Regions from separate parts of the Mus musculus genome. Here region 2 is linked to region 1. A link is a contact called in public HiChIP or PLAC-seq data. All regions are on one chromosome and are shown on one strand. The core of a region is the stretch at or near the end of the contact, and the rest is flanking DNA. Distances in the headings are between cores, read along the strand shown. Region 1 overlaps Gm36538 (a long non-coding RNA gene). Region 2 has its middle 11 kb from the start of Rbpms2.

The links. HiChIP or PLAC-seq counts read pairs in DNA pulled down with a chosen protein or histone mark.
Region 2: an H3K27ac HiChIP or PLAC-seq map of embryonic stem cells shows a contact between it and region 1, with 5 read pairs. The contact joins two enhancer-like sites. A contact is called at or near these places in 1 of 39 promoter capture datasets (hematopoietic stem and progenitor cells), 1 of 115 datasets of contacts at active chromatin or transcription factors (embryonic stem cells) and 1 of 9 other capture datasets (adipose tissue).

The regions. Positions count from the first base shown.
Region 1 is chr9:65,254,657-65,258,049 of GRCm38.p6, forward strand. All of the region lies in intron 2 of Gm36538 (a long non-coding RNA gene), which reads right to left. Among named protein-coding and RNA genes, the nearest start is that of Cilp, 8.8 kb to the right of the region's middle. Within about 2 kb of position 1,780, at least 16 of the 459 cell types and tissues checked have an H3K27ac peak or open chromatin away from gene starts, as enhancers often do. A contact at or near this core is called in embryonic stem cells, where this site is marked.
Region 2 is chr9:65,618,013-65,621,405 of GRCm38.p6, forward strand. No RefSeq gene overlaps it. Among named protein-coding and RNA genes, the nearest start is that of Rbpms2, 11 kb to the right of the region's middle. Within about 2 kb of position 1,654, at least 4 of the 459 cell types and tissues checked have an H3K27ac peak or open chromatin away from gene starts, as enhancers often do. A contact at or near this core is called in embryonic stem cells, where this site is marked.

The DNA.
Region 1 (3,393 bases), core at 530-3,029:
TCCAAAAAAGGAAAGAAATGTGTGCTCTCACTGTGTGCTTTTATGCTAGGACTGTGGATAGCTTCAGGAGAACAACAGCAGTTTGCTCTGTGGAACAATTTTCAGTGTGCTCTTTCTGGGAAGACATTCCCAGACTCTGTCTTTTATTAGATTCTCAACAGAATCTGTGCCCCGGACACATTAAGAACAATTTTCTGGTCCAATTGTTTCAGTTTTTAGGTCAAGAAATAGATCCTACTTCCTTCTGGAAATAATTCTGGATAAAAGAAAAAAAAACTATAAAAAATAGACATGTGGACTGGCAGGAAAGCAAGAAATATTCAAGCCGAAAATATTCATAACCTCACAGCAATCTGAACAATGAAAGCACCTTTTGCTTTAAGAACATATTTATTTATTTCTATAATTTTACTTTTTACTATGGTGAAGAAACATGAAATATGTTTGGGGCAGTGGTAGTGTAGACCTTTAATCCCAGCACTTGGGGTTAAAGAGATAGGCAAATCTCTGAGTTCAGGACTAGTCTGGTCTACAGAGTAAGTTCCTGGACAACCAGGGCTACTACACAGAGAAACCCTACCTTGAAAAATCCCAAAACAAAATTAAAAAAAAAAACCCCACTATGACATCTGCTGATGTGGTAGCTATACACTTAATCACAGCTCTTAGGGAGCTGAGGCAGGAGCGTTCCCACAAGTTTCAGGGTGGCCTAGGTTATAGAATTAAAGATGGGAAAAAAAGAAAGAAGGAAGGAAACGAATAAACAGCCCCCCCCCCCAAAAAAGGGCTATCAGATCTTCATTGTGTTTTGTTTGTTTGCTTTTTGAAATCGGGACTCACTCTAAATAGCCCTGCCTGGCCTGGAATTTGATTTGTAGACCAGGCAAGCTTTGAACTCATAGAGATATATTTGTCTCTGCTATCCAAGTACTTGGATTATAGGTGTGTGCCACTATGCTCAGTTTAAATATTTTTGTGTGTGTGTGTTTTCACATTTATATATTGTGTGGGTGCACACATGAAGAAGTCAGGGAAGGACTTGTGGGAGACTCCTCCTTCTATCATGTGGTCTTGGGTACTGAACCCATGTCTACTGAAATAGCAGCAAGTGCTTTTAACCAATGAGCCATCTCTGCAGTCCTGAGACCCTATCTTAAAACAAGATAGAAGAGTAGGAGAGACACCTGAGGTTGGCCTCTGTGGGACCATGACAGGCAGCCTGGTTTCTGGTTGAGCTAGGTTTTAAACCCCGGTGACCCCATAGGTGACCCCTGCAAGGGACAGTAGGCATTTGCCACACTCCTGACACAAGGCCTCAGCTCTCCATAATTCTGTGGCCATCAGTCACATAAGGGCAACGCCCCCAAGCCCTGCCCCAAACCCCTCTACCAGTAGGTGTAGCCTCAAGGCAGATCTCCATTTTAATGAGGTACCTAAAGGCCTGGAGGCTTAGCCAATAAAATCCCCCTCCCAGACACTCCTCCCTGCAAAAGGCATTTAACCTTAGGCCTGCCCTGAGAAAGGGGGGTACGGTTTCACTCATCACAACTCTTTGCCATGACAATAAATGCTTTAAAACCAGGAACTGTCTCTTCTCATCGGGACCTGCCTGTGGGGAGCAAAGGAGCAGGCCTTCATCTAAAGAGCTGTGTCTGGTCTCTTGCAAAAGGCCTCAGCGCTCCCAGCCATGGTCTCCACCAAGCCAAGCCGCCCATGGAGCAAGCCAAGGACGCTCATCCCCGAGGGATCCAGTCAGAACTCTCTCCCCGCCCTTCCCCCTCAGCCCTGGGCTAGATCCAGCCTCGGGCCCCCATTCTGTTCTTAGCTCTTCTGAGGCATCCAGTGGTGTCTGGGGTGCCCAAGAGTCTGAGAACCTGACATCTCCAGCCTCCGTGCAGGTCAGGGACCCCCAAGTCAACTCCAGCAGTCCCTGGGGACCTCAGACTGCGCTCCCTCACCCCTGGAGCGGGGTCCCCCAGCTTCTCATAGCCCAACACCCACCCTGCGCTGGTGTGGGAAAAGCACAATCAATACTGCCCAGCCCCAGGGCAGACACGGGCCACCTTTTAACCCACAGTCCTCTGGCTTCCACACACATACTATGTGGCATGTGCACATTCAAACAAACACTACAGGTAAACTTTTAAAAGATAATATATTAGGGCTGGTGAGATGGCTCAGTGGGTAAGAGCACCCGCCTGCTCTTCCGAAGGTCCGAAGTTCAAATCCCAGCAACCACATGGTGGCTCACAACCACCCATAATGAGATCTGATGCCCTCTTCTGGTGCGTCTGAAGACAGTTACTGAAGACAGTTACAGTGTACTTACATATAATAAATAAATAAATAAATCTTAAAAAAAAAAAGATAATATATTTTACAAAGTTGCAAAGGAGAAAAATTAGACAGGAAAGAAGTGTTGGAAGTGGTGATGCACACCTGTAATCCCAGCACATGGGAGGCAGGGTAGGAGGAATGTGAGTTCGAGGCCAGCCTAATCAGGAGCATGAGAACCTGTTTCTAAAATCAGAGGCTTGTGGCTTGGTGGGAGAGTACTTGCCTAGCTCTAGTCACGTCCAAGGCTCTTCTCGGTAAAGGAGTACATGAATGTATGCAGGCATGCATAAATTGTGTGTGTGTGTGTGTGTGTGTGTGTGTGAGAGAGAGAGAGAGAGAGAGAGAGAGAGAGAGAGAGAGAGAGAGAGAGAGAGAGAGAGAGCATTTGAGCATGAGTGTGCACGTGCCTGTGGAGGTCAGAGGGCAACTTCAGTTGCAGCCTCTGTCTCCTCCTCCTGCGTCTTTAGTCTTTTGAGACAGGGTTTCACTTTGAATCTGAGTGAAGCTGGCCTTGAATTTATAGAGACCCACCTGCTTCTGCCTCCCAAGTACTGGGATTAAAGGTGTGAGACACCACACCTGGCTTAAGTTCCTTCCACTTTTTATCTGAGGCAAGGCCTCTTATTGTCCTAGAATGTCACTAAGTAGGTTAGGCTGGCTGGCCAGCAAGCTTTTGGCATCTGCCTGTCTCCACCCCCTCATCGTACCATCTCTGGGATTACAAGCATGCCCTGACACGCCTGGCTTTTTATGTGGATTCTCGGGGTCAAACTCGGGTGCTTGGGCTTGTGAGACAGCACTTTACCAACCAAGCTATCTCTCCAGTCTCTGTAACTTCTAGTTTTAATGCCTGGAGCTTCCCCACTTGGGTTCTCCTTCCAGTGTTCCCTCAGTAGGAAAAACAAACCCGAAGGCACCACGTTTCCCCAAGGAGAGGTGAGGCAGAAAGAACACTGGAAAGTGGGAGGAAGCCTTGCTAGTTTTAGAGAGAAGTACTTCAGGGGAGCCCTCCCCTGTATCTGTAATATGGAACAGTCTGGAGGTTAGAGTAGTGGT
Region 2 (3,393 bases), core at 404-2,903, 360 kb after region 1:
CACACTTCCCTAAGCCTCTCCTGTCTGCACAGCCCTGTCCAGCACAGCAGTCCTATTCCTGATTCCTGGTGTTCTTCCCTTCTGCTCCACCCAGTCCCCATTCCTTCCCTCTTCTTTTAGAGACCTCGCCACTGGGCTGTGGTGGCTCACACCTTTAATCCCAGCACTTGGGAGGCAGAGGCAGGCAGATTTCTGAGTTCGAGGCTAGCCTGGTCTACAGATGAATTCCAGGACAAACAAGGCTATACAGAGAAACCCTGTCTGGAAAACCAACCAACCAACCAACCAAAAAAGATACAATGTATGCAATTACTACCATTTACATCAAAACTATACACACAAATGTCTGTGTTTCCAGAGCCCCAGAAACTTGTAAGTGTTGCAGAAGACAAGACTAGGGACTGGAAGATTTAATTCAATGGATTCTGTTTTAGGGATCAATTTTACTTTTGCTAGACTGAATAACATTCACTTAACAGAAAATTAATCTTTTTTCTTCTTAAAATTTCATTTTATTATTATTGTATGTGTGATTATAGGTATGCGCATGCCAATCAGCGCCTGTAGAGAAAACTCATATGAGTGTGTTCTCTTCTTCCACCTTGTGGGTCCCAGGGAGTGGACGTGGGTCATCATCAGGCTAAACAGCGAGTGCCTTTCCCCATTGGTCATCTCGATGGTCCTGTGTTAATTATGTTCAACTGTAGAGTCTCAGGATGAGCACTGGTGTTTATCTTTGGTCTTGCTGAAGCACACTGTCATTGCACCAGAATAAACCCTATGCCAAGCACTCCTAGCTCCCATCTCCTTAGCGCTCACCAAACCCTAACATGCATCTTGCCTTTCTGGGTATTCTTTACAAACGGACTCATGCAATGTGACCTTTTGACTCTGGCTTTTTTCACTTCCCATGTTTTTTTTTTCAGAGTGTTCACATTGATCCTTTTGTTGACAAGTTTGTTAAGTGGCAAAATTTGGGTTGTTTCACTAATATGAATACTCACATATGGGGTTTTGCTTGAAGAGAACATGTTTAGCAATTATTTGGAACATATACTAGCATTGGAATTATTGGATCATAGGTAGTTTATTTTGCTTTGTTGGCACTGGGAATCAAATCCAGGGCCTTGCACATGTAAGGCAAATGCTCTTAGCACTGAACTACTACGTCATCAGAATATGGTTACATGTGAGCATGTATTTAACTCTTTGTGATGGTCTTATACATACATCCTGGTTAGCCTCAAACCTGTAATCCTCCTGTCTTAGTTTTTGGAGTACTGGGATTAGAGGGGTGGGCCACTGTAGTCAGCTCAAATTGTTTTCAACGTTTTTCGGTGCAGTTTTCACTTGCTGGAACTGGTTTGGTTTTTTGTTTTTGAGACCAGTTTCATGCAGCCCAAGCAGGCCATCCCTAACCTACTTGTAGGTGTTATTCAAATGGAAACACTGTCTTCTCAAAATAGAAAAAAAGAAAGCATATATTCACAGAAGGAGATTGTAAACAAGGAGGTTATTGTCTGTCCTAAGACAAGAAATTAGCAAGTCTTTCTCGAGATGACTCCTGGGGGAAGATCACAAGTTGCACTCCAGACTCCTCAGTTCAGATTTAATTCCCTTTGTGCACTCTGGTTTCAGGACTGTGCACATAACATCCTGGGTTTAAGCCCTGGTCCCCACAGTGGTCCCACATCCTTGTACAGGTGGTAGGTGGGACCTCTCTGTACTTCAAATGCAAAACAAAAAAGTCATCTCACAGAGCAGTGATGAGTAGTAGGTGGGCTCAGAGATGAGAGCCCAGCATTCAGCTGGATGCCGGCGTTGGTGGCTTTCTACTAGCAGGGCACAGGAGAGATCTTTTCTCTGGAAAGCATCATTGTCTACAGGCTATCACAGCTGCTCTGATGCTGTACTCTCAAGGATCTGGCAGAATCCTCCTCCCAAAATATTTCTCCCCTTTATTGTTAGTTCAGAAGAGTAAACAGTTATGCTTTAGGGTGACAGGGATCATGGTTAGATGTTAGGAAAATGGCTTGCTGTCTGAGGGCCATCATATATGGAAACCTGAGTGAAGTCACAGAGAGACAGATATGGGATTCATTGGAGAACAGCTGCCCTTGACCACACAGGAACCATGTGAGACAGGTACCAGGCCCATTTCACAAATAAAGAAACGGAGGCTGAGCTGCTACTCTTTTGCCTAAAGTCCCAGAAGCAAATCCTAAGTATTCCAAGTACAGGTCCATCTCTGTCTTGAAGCTTAACATTAAGTATTCATGGCTGTCTTTAATCCCAGCACTTGGGAGGCAGAGGCAGGAGGATTTCTGAGTTCGAGGCCAGCCTGGTCTACAAAGTGAGTTCCAGGACAACCAGGGCTACACAGAGAAACTCTGTTTCTAAAACAAAACAAAACAAAACAAAACAAAACAAAAAAAGTATTTCATGGACAAGTGGCAATAGGCAGTGACGAGCAGATAGATCTTTTGAGTTTGAGGCCAGCCTGCTCTACAGAACAAGTTTTAGGACAGCCAGGGCCACACAAAGAAACTATGTCTTAAAAAAACAAATCAGGGGCTGGTGAGATGGCTCAGTGGGTGAGAGCACCTGACTGCTCTTCCAAAGGTCCGGAGTTCAAATCCCAGCAACCACATGGTGGCTCACAACCATCCGTAATGAGATCTGACGCCCTCTTCTGGGGTGTCCGAAGACAGCTACAGTGTACATACATATAATAAATAATAAATAAATCTTTAAAAAAAAAAACTTTAAAAAAATAAAGAACCAGGTATGTGTTAGCCTTCTTATAACAAAACAAAACAAAACAAAAACTGTCAGTAGACAGCTGGGCATGGTGGCTCACTCCTTTAATCCTAGAACACTGGGGAGGCAGGAGGTTCTCTGCAAGTTCTGGTCTACAAATGGGATTCCAGGACAGCCAGAGCTGTTACAGAGAAACTCCATCTCAAACACACACACACACACACACACACACACACACACACACACACACACTCCCTGCCCCACCCCAAACCAAAGCAAAGAGAAGTCAGTGGAGAAGTACTCAAATGCTCACATCTAAGTGTCATCTGGAAAGTCTGCTGGAATCACCGCTGAAGGTACAGCAGTGAGAGACTTGGTGTGGAAACTGAACTCCCCAATTTCCAGCTGACACTTGGTGGAAATTCAAGTATTTGGTGCAGTCAAATGGATCTCAGTAGGTCCTAGGGTGCTGGTTGCTGGGGCACTAGGTATTTAAATGTATTCTTGGACGTGTCCCAGGAATTGGCCTTTTTTTTCAGAAACTAATTCTGGGGGCTGGAGATATGGCTCAGCGGTTAAGAGAGCTTGCTGCTCTTCCAGTGGACCCCAGTTCAGTTCGCAGCACCTGCATCG